2 separate regions of the Hordeum vulgare genome follow, and region 1 is linked to region 2. A link is a contact called in public Hi-C data. All regions are on one chromosome and are shown on one strand. Each heading gives the region's core, a stretch centred on a gene start, on an enhancer-like site or on the middle of the called end of the contact. The rest is flanking DNA. Distances are from core to core; before and after follow the strand shown. Region 1 has its middle 37 kb from the start of LOC123412943. Region 2 has its middle 270 kb from the start of LOC123410117.

Region 1 (4,539 bases), core at 764-3,263, 350 kb before region 2:
AATGAGTTGATAGCGGTGGACATTGAAGATCTGACGGAGGCAAACACGGAAGCGAAGGCTGCCTACGCGACAACGCCGTCACCTTGATCGACGAGCAGATGGCAGGGATTGTTGGTCCGATAGGGTAGAAAATTACGCAGATGGTCAAATTGATGTTCTTTGGAATTCACACATGTAAAAGTTACGCATACTTACCCTCTTTTGATCATGACCGGGGCATGCGATTTGACGATAGTATAATAGGCGTAGTGTGTGGATCAGACTAAATTTAAATTTTAAATTATGTATCTTTTACTGACGAACAAATACAGGATAGCGACCTTCAACATCCATGTCCGTGGACTGACTACTTTGTTCGCGTACGGATCTGAGAGAATATTTGCGAGTAGACATTAAAAATGCACATGCTCTCTCTCTCAAAAAAAAGAGATGCAGATGGTCTAATCCTTACCAGTATCATTCACACGACAAAGCGGGGCATAGCAATATGATTTTATCATTTTTATTGCTAAGTGGGTGGGCAACCATACCTACCCTGGTTGGCTGTTTCATAACGAAAATATCGCAAAGAAGAGAACATTTGCTCACTCTAAAGCACCCACTCTTTGCTACGTATGTACTTTCTCTGTTCTTAAATATAAGATCTTTTAAAAAATTCACTATGGACTACATACGAAGTAAAATGAGTGAATCTATATTCTAAAATATGTCTATATATACATCCGTATGCAGTTCATAGTGAAATCTCTAAAAGGTCTTATATTTAGGAACGGATGGAGTATTGTAGAGTACCCAGTAGCAAATAAAAGCTGCTATATATGAGGTGGTGTGCAGTTTGTGACATATGTTTAGGTAGTGCAGGTCCATTTTATTTCCCATTCTACTACTAACTAGTATTTTATCTGTCCTAAAATAACGGTTTCAACTTTATACAAGCTTTAATATAAAATTATACTAAACTTAAAACATTTATTTTAAGACGGATGGATATAAGACTTTAGGCCCCGATAAAAAAAACTACTCCAGTACTTATACATGCATCAGCTAGCTGCGAGCCCATCACACGCACGGACCGTCTTGCCAACCTACGAAGTACCACGCGTCGATGACACCGCCGGCGAGCGGCGGGCCGGCCACGCATGCATGCGGCGAAAGCATTATGCCTCTGCTGAATCAAACGTACACCGCTTAGCACGCACACACGCACCGACGCACGGGGCCTCAGCCTCCAACGAAAAACCCCGCAGCCATGCATGCATACACACGTTCCGAGCAAACTGCACGCGAGGCACGCGGCAGGACATGATCGAAATGATCGGGAAGGAAACTGGGAGCGCATGCCGGGGACGCATGTAGATGTAGGCGCAGGGCGGCAGGGGGTACGTAGAAGAAGCAATGGACGTGCCCGAGGTGGGGGGACGTGCATGGTCGCCGTTTCGTCGTGGTGGCGGTCTCATCAGACGAGCGTGGACGTACGCTGCCGTGCCGGATCGTGCATGGGTTGCCGGTTGAAGAAGGGAGCAGCGTGGAGCAGAGATTGATTGCTCCTTGCGTGTCTCCTTCCTCTGGCTTTCTTGATCCGCGGGAACCATGAGAAGGTGCAGGAGGAGGACGTACGTTGATCTGTTCTGTGCAGAGAACTCCTATTTTTACACATCATTGGTATATTTTTGGTGAACTGATCGCAGTAGCAAATAAAGATGCCATGGCATGGTAGGCCCGGCCTCCTGCCGCGACCTGTCTGTTGATATGTCTTTCCAGCCAGAGCACGGACCCCCCTTCCCCCGCACACACACACACACACACTCTCTCTCAATCATGTCCTTGATCATAAACTCGGCATTTAAGCTTGTGTTCAAACAGGCGTCAGAAAAGATATCGACCGATGAAAAGTTTTTTTTTTTTTTGAAAGCGACCGATGAAAAGTTGGAGCAAGGAGAAAGCCAGCTTTTCAAGCGTTGTCATGGGTGCATGTTCCGTGCTTTCATGGTCTTTTTCTAGGCTGACCGGTGGGGTAGAGGAGGCTACCTTGATTAACCTTGATTACCAGGATCTGCCGTTCTGTGGCGAATTTCGAAGGAAGCGTGTGATCCCTCGAGGAAAAGTGGTGACAAGACAAACTCGCAGCAAGTGGCATCTGAGTCAAAAACAAAAAAGCAGACGGGGAAAGGAGCCCCGATCGATCCAGCCTATATGTTGGCCAAGCTGAGCGAGACCCAACACATAAATCCAGGGTTTCAGTGGCGCACAGCGCAACAGCAACCAGATGAAGTATCCACCTTCCCAAAACAAGGCCACAAGCCCACAAGGACCGAACCCTTCAGCAAAGCCGAATCAATCGATCGCTTTCTGATGCCCCGAGCGAACAAAGATCGCTCTTCACGCGAGGAACGGTTTAGTAGAGATGAATAATTTTTTTTCAAAAAATAGCAGAAAAAATCAAAAAAATACAGACATTTGTTTGCAGCAAAGATGATCGAGTGTTCTAGCTGGGTGTAAAATTTCAGGATTTTCTGTGTTCTTTGCTATTTTTTGATTTTTTTTTCAAAATACTGTTCATTTGGGCGATGTCGCCACGTCAGAAAGAACAGTGATGGCGTGACGGCAGGTGCCACGTGTCGGCTGACATGCCTGTTGCCACGACCGGGGGGGGGGGGGGTCTTTTTTATCAATTTCATCTAGAGGTTTTTTTTTTCTTTCTAACAATTTGATTGTGCATGTAATCTTTTTGGACAAAAACTCGTGCTTCTTGTGTTTTTATCAGGCACCACTCCACATAAGATATATGTGTGTGTTTCACATAGTCACAATCATCTATGACATCTTTTTTTTGAAACAAGATATATGAGATCTTTGGTGTCTAGTGCTAGTATATGCCTCTTTCAATGCAAGGGTGCTTAGATGAAGCGCTAAGTGCATTAAATATCTTAACAACCCAACTCCCGAATGCATAGAGTGCTTAACTTGTTGTTGCTAAGCCCACTTTATTTAATGATATAGCATCTAAACTCTTTCATGCATTGGTCATCTTTTTTCATTGAAGTGTTTTGCCTAGGTTCACGTGCTTGACATTGGTTCTTTCTGGGGTCAACAAAGTGCTCTCTCTCGTTCTTAAATGATGTGCCATGTCACTTTCTTGCTTATGTGGCATGCTTAGCACCCATCCACCATGGAGCACTAGAAAGGGCCTAAGAACATCTACATCCTGTCTGTAGTACTAGTATTCTACTTCTTTATCCAATGCACAAGAATGCTAGGTAGGTTATTCTCAATATAAGTGTTTATTCATTTTTCATTGTACCAGAGTGCAGTAGATAATAGTGATGCCTAGTCCCGAAATAAAAAAAGTTTTTTATTTTTTTTAATAATAAATCCCTTGAAAAGTAATGATATGGAGGGCACCCATGGATACAGATAACCATGAATTGTGTGAGAATGGTGGAAAAGAAAATAAATTTTATTTTACATTTGGGAACCGCCTATGATTTATCTCGCATGGAAGATATTGGGAATTCTCGGTCGTTTTTGTTGACGGTAAAAGAATGCCCCTCAAAACAATTTTATCTCCCAATTTAAGCTATGAGCTCTCGCACCTCTAAATAGCCTCTACGATGTTTATGTTCAACATAGCCTCTACGATGTTTATGTTCATAGTGATTTATATCCTACTCATGCTTGCATCCAATGTTGGTTAATCTCAAAGCATGTTTATGACTGTTGTCGCTCTCTAGTTGGCCGCTTCCCAGTCTTTTGCTAGCCTTCACTTGTATTAAGCGAAAATACTGCTTGTGCATCCATCCCCATAAACCCAAAGTTGGTCCATATGATTCCACCATACCTACCTATTTGCGGTATTCACCTGCCGTTCTAAGTAAATTTGCATGTGCCATTCTCTAAACCTTCAAATAAATATTCTGCTTTGTATGCCCGAATCGCTCATGTAGTGACTAGGGGCTATCAGTATCTTCCATGCTATGTGGGTTATTCTCAAGATATGTGTTGATTCACTATCATTCACGAGAAAGTGGCTGATAATCGGGATGCCCAGTTCTGTGCTCAAAAGTCAAATCAAACTTAATGAAACAAAACTTCCTCAGGATTGTTGTTTGTATGGACGGTACCTGTAGATGCGGCCTGTCGTAGAATGTGTCTGATTGGTGGAGGGGGAGTAAGAACTTTACTATTTTGTTTGGGAACCGCCTATAATGTATTTAGCATGGAACATATTGACAACTCTTAGTTGTTACGTTGACAATGAAAGTATACCACCCAAATTTTTGATTCACCCCGGTTTTAAAAGCTGGAGCTCTGGCACCTCTGCAAATCAATGCTTCCCTCTGTGAAGGGCTTATCTATTTTACTTTACTGTTGAGCCATCCTCTTCTTATAAAAAGGCACCAGTTAGAGAGCACCCTCGTCATTTGTATGCTTTGCTATTAACTGATGTTGAGTATGAGTATGACTAGATCTCTTTTACCATGAATTACAATATCTAGTCAGTCCTTGTTCTTTGGAGGTGCTCTGCATTTATGTTTTGTG
Region 2 (3,969 bases), core at 1,328-3,827:
ATTTATAATTCACATTGGATTGAAATACACCGAGAAGGACATAGCATGGGCAAAAGACTTCATAACCACTCCATCACAGTATGACTTACACCATAAACCTGATGACTATACGCGCACATTGCAGAAGGAAGTGAAAAAGAGCAGGTCACATGCAAGTGCAAGTGGGAGCAAATCAAGTTCAACTACAAGCAAGAAAAAATCAGACGTTCCTCAGCTTGGACAACAGGCCAAACAGTCGATCCCACCCCTCAAGGTGTTAACCGAGAATGTTCCCCCTCCGGTGCAGGCTTCCCAAGACGACACAATACCCAAGGCTGTGGTAGCCCCTAAGCCACAGTTTGTCATGGGAGAGCCTTTGGTCAGCAAAGATGATCTCCCAACAAATATGCGTTACTTGCATAAATGGTACTTAAGTGAATCAAAGAATGGGAGAACGATGATCGTGCTGAGTGTCCCACAGGAGTACTACGGCCGCTCCGAAGAAATCCATATCGACTTTGATGAACTCTTCCAGATGTACAATGGCGACACCCTCGACAAATCACTTATGAGTTGCTATTGTCTGTAAGTTTTTCAATTCGTTGTCTACATATAACTTGTTTAGTTATTTCAATTCATTGTCTATATATAATTAACTTGTACTCTATTATGCAGAATGAAGATTCTGGAGTGTAAAAGTAAGAGCATCATAAATATTGGGTTTATTGATCCAAATAAAATACATATAGCGACGCTAACTAATTATCCCAAGGAGACGGAGGAAAACCTTCTAAGGTTTCTAATAGATCAAAATTTCTGTGACCACATACTGTTTCCATACAACTTCAGGTGAGGGTCTTTACTCTGTTGTGTCCATTCACTTATAAGTGTAATTGATAAGTTACTCACACACACACACACACACACACACACACACACACACACACACACATATATATATATATATATATATATATATATATATATATATATATATATATATATACATGTGTAGCTTCCATTGGATTCTGTTGGACATTCAAATTGATAAGGGAAGAGTTGATGCCTTCGACCCATTATCGAGACCCTTGGAACAGTTCCAAAGCCTGCAGGACATGCTCCAAGGGTAATTTTAATCATTCTTGCGCTCTATCGGTCTCTTTCGATGATTTTCTGATATATCAATTAATGAAAAACTTAGCAAATCATTATCCTTGTCGGGCAGGGTTTGTAATCGGTTCAAGTGCGTGACTCCCGGTAACTTTCCTGAGAAGCTGACCTTTAGAGCGGCTCAGGTAAGTAGTAGTATGATATACTTCTATTAATTTTCAATACATTTATGATGCTAGATTATTATTTTGATTATATATATTCCATTCTCGTAAAGTGCGACCAGCAGCCACGGGGAACGCATCTATGCGGATACTATGTTTGCGAGACCATTCGCACGTTTACCTCTGAGTTCAAGGAGCACAGATTCAACGTAAGCAATGAACATTCACACCTCTATTTTTACCCATCATTCTTTGTTATCATGATTGATATTCATATTCATCTCCTCTTCTTATATAGCACACGGCCATGAGGACGAAGGTCCTACCAGAGCAACGCGCGATTGCTGTTGCATAGGAGCTTGCGGGATTTCTGAGAACGGAAGCTATAGAAGACAAAGGACGATTTAGTGTAGCTAAGGGCCATTACTCATGTTCGTCCATGTAATCGAATAGACGGGCTCTAGTCCCGATAATTTAGATCTCCATATAATTGTATATATATGATCGCTTGTAAGATAAGTTAATCTTATATATATATGCATAATTATTTCTATTTTAAATTATATGAAAACTAATTCCCGAACACAAAACGAGGCATCAATAAACACCTAAACCCTAAACCCTAAAACCCTAAAACCCAAAAATAATTTCATTAAAAAAAACCCAAAAGCCAGCAAAATCTGAAAATCTTTAGTCCCGGACCGTGTAACGAACCGTGACTAAAGGGCCTGCCCCTGGGGCGCTACGAGACGCCCACGTGGAACACCTTTAGTCCCAGCTTGTAACAGGCCGGGACGAAAAGGTTAGGCCTTTAGTCCCGTCCTTTAAGCCCGGTTGGAGAACCGGGACTAAAACCCCCTTACGGGCCGGGGCTATAGGCCCTGTCCCCAGTAGTGCCAAGATTCTTCTAGACAACCAACCATGGCATGTCAAGTAGCTGTTGTAATATTCACAATTCTTTCAACATTCAAATTCCCGTGGGCTAGGCTAACTAAACAAGTACTAGTACGTATGAGTAAAAATCATTTGCACATGCAAGGATATGAATTTCCATCCATGTTTGGCAGATCAAGTTGCCAAGAAAGAGTAGATATGCATGGTTAGGCATGGTTGGATGGGTAGGTGAAGTTAGCAATTCTTGTGGGCATAGGTCCACCATAACTCTCCGAATTAAAAAAAAAAAAGAAAACTCCCCGAATTAAAATCTCCTCCTCCCCCCTGTTCCGCAGCCCGAGTCACACGCCTCCTTCAGACAGGTGATCTCCCTCGGAACCAGCCGTGGCTCATGGGGGGCCTCTCCCACCGTTCCCTCCCCTCCCTTTCATCCCGGCCCTTCTCCTTTGGGAGCTAGCGCTCCATATATACCCTCTCCACCCCGTCTCTCGCCCCTGCCCCCATCCACTCCATCCACAACCCACGCTCCAAAAGGCGAGAAGAAAGTAAGAGAAAAAGGTCGGATGATGAGAGAGAGGGAGGCAGGTAGTATAGGACCAGGAAGATGAGAGAAAGTTGGCTAGAGAGGGAGCCTTTTCGTTTTGAGGGGAATGTTGTCTGGCTCGGGGTTCTCTTTCTTTCTCTCTCCCTCTATCTTCCTCCCCTCGGTCGATCCCTCCATGATCAGATCAAAGATCCGATGAGGGGGGAGAGGAGAGTGAACGTGCGTAGATCTCGGACCAGGCTTCATTCCCCCCAAAGACAAGGGCTCCCGGCCATGATCGATCGATTTCCTCCCCTGTCGGGATCCAGGTTGGTTAATCGCCTCTCCCGAATCTGAGATGGGCGAGCCGATTGGTTTCTTTCTGTTCAGGTTATCCCCCTCCATCCCTCTCGCAAACAGTTCTCTTTTTTTTCCTCCGTGCGTTTGGGTGATGGATGGATCTCTTTTTTGGTGGCATGCGTATAAACTGCATGAGATGCAGATTGGTGCAATGATGAGGGGGCGTGACTGCATGCTTGTGCATGCAGCCGCACACACATCGCAGCTTCTTCTCATTGGGGATCTCTCCCTCCTCTCTTTCCCTCTGCAATTATTAGCCTGTGATGGGGGAAAAGTAGTCATCATTACTGTATTTCTTTCTAGGCCCTTTACCTTGGTTTCGATGCATGTCTGAACTTGTAACGCTTTCGATGTTTTCATGCCTTAATTAAGATTCATTACATGTTTGCACACCTTAATTTGTTGGTCAAGTTTACATGTTTAATTTCCCAATTGATGAGAAATTAGCCAAGCGTACTCATAGGTCCCTGATTTTCTCAGCTGAAAACTATAGGTCCCCATCACTGCACACATGTTTACTGCTATGTCGACTAGATCTAGAACAGGCGCAGATCAGAATTAAACGCGTGTGCAAAGGAACATAGTATTTGCATTGATTATAATCGAATTCCAGGAATGGTAAATTCGTATAATTTCACTTGTTTGATTTTCCTGGTTTATTCCATGAAAAAATAATACTCCATTCCAGGAAAGAAGGATTAAACATAATGGTAGTAGCACACACAAATTAATCAATCATGGCAATGTTTCGTTGGGAATTGTTTTAGTCGTATCACGAGCAAATATAAGTCCAGCAAAAGCAGTTCATACAACTTTATTTCACTCAGTTATACAAGATGGATATCCTTGATGTTCCTGGCCGGCAAAAGACAAGTTCTTTCATGAGCTGCCAGCTAGGCTGATACTAATGTCGATTCAGAACTGGCCCAGTTATTCATC

What was found. Hi-C and Micro-C count contacts between places; a contact is called where the count stands out from the background.
Region 1: a contact with region 2 is called in a Hi-C map of leaf, with 4 times the contacts expected there. The contact joins two enhancer-like sites. A contact is called at or near these places in 2 of 6 Hi-C or Micro-C datasets (leaf and seedling) and 1 of 1 datasets of contacts at active chromatin or transcription factors (embryo).

Annotation. Positions count from the first base shown.
Region 1 is chr7H:537,582,570-537,587,108 of MorexV3_pseudomolecules_assembly, reverse strand. No RefSeq gene overlaps it. Among protein-coding and RNA genes, the nearest start is that of LOC123412943, 37 kb to the left of the region's middle. Within about 2 kb of position 2,013, at least 2 of the 3 cell types and tissues checked have open chromatin away from gene starts, as enhancers often do. A contact at or near this core is called in leaf, where this site is marked.
Region 2 is chr7H:537,230,394-537,234,362 of MorexV3_pseudomolecules_assembly, reverse strand. No RefSeq gene overlaps it. Among protein-coding and RNA genes, the nearest start is that of LOC123410117, 270 kb to the right of the region's middle. Within about 2 kb of position 2,577, at least 3 of the 3 cell types and tissues checked have open chromatin away from gene starts, as enhancers often do. A contact at or near this core is called in leaf, where this site is marked.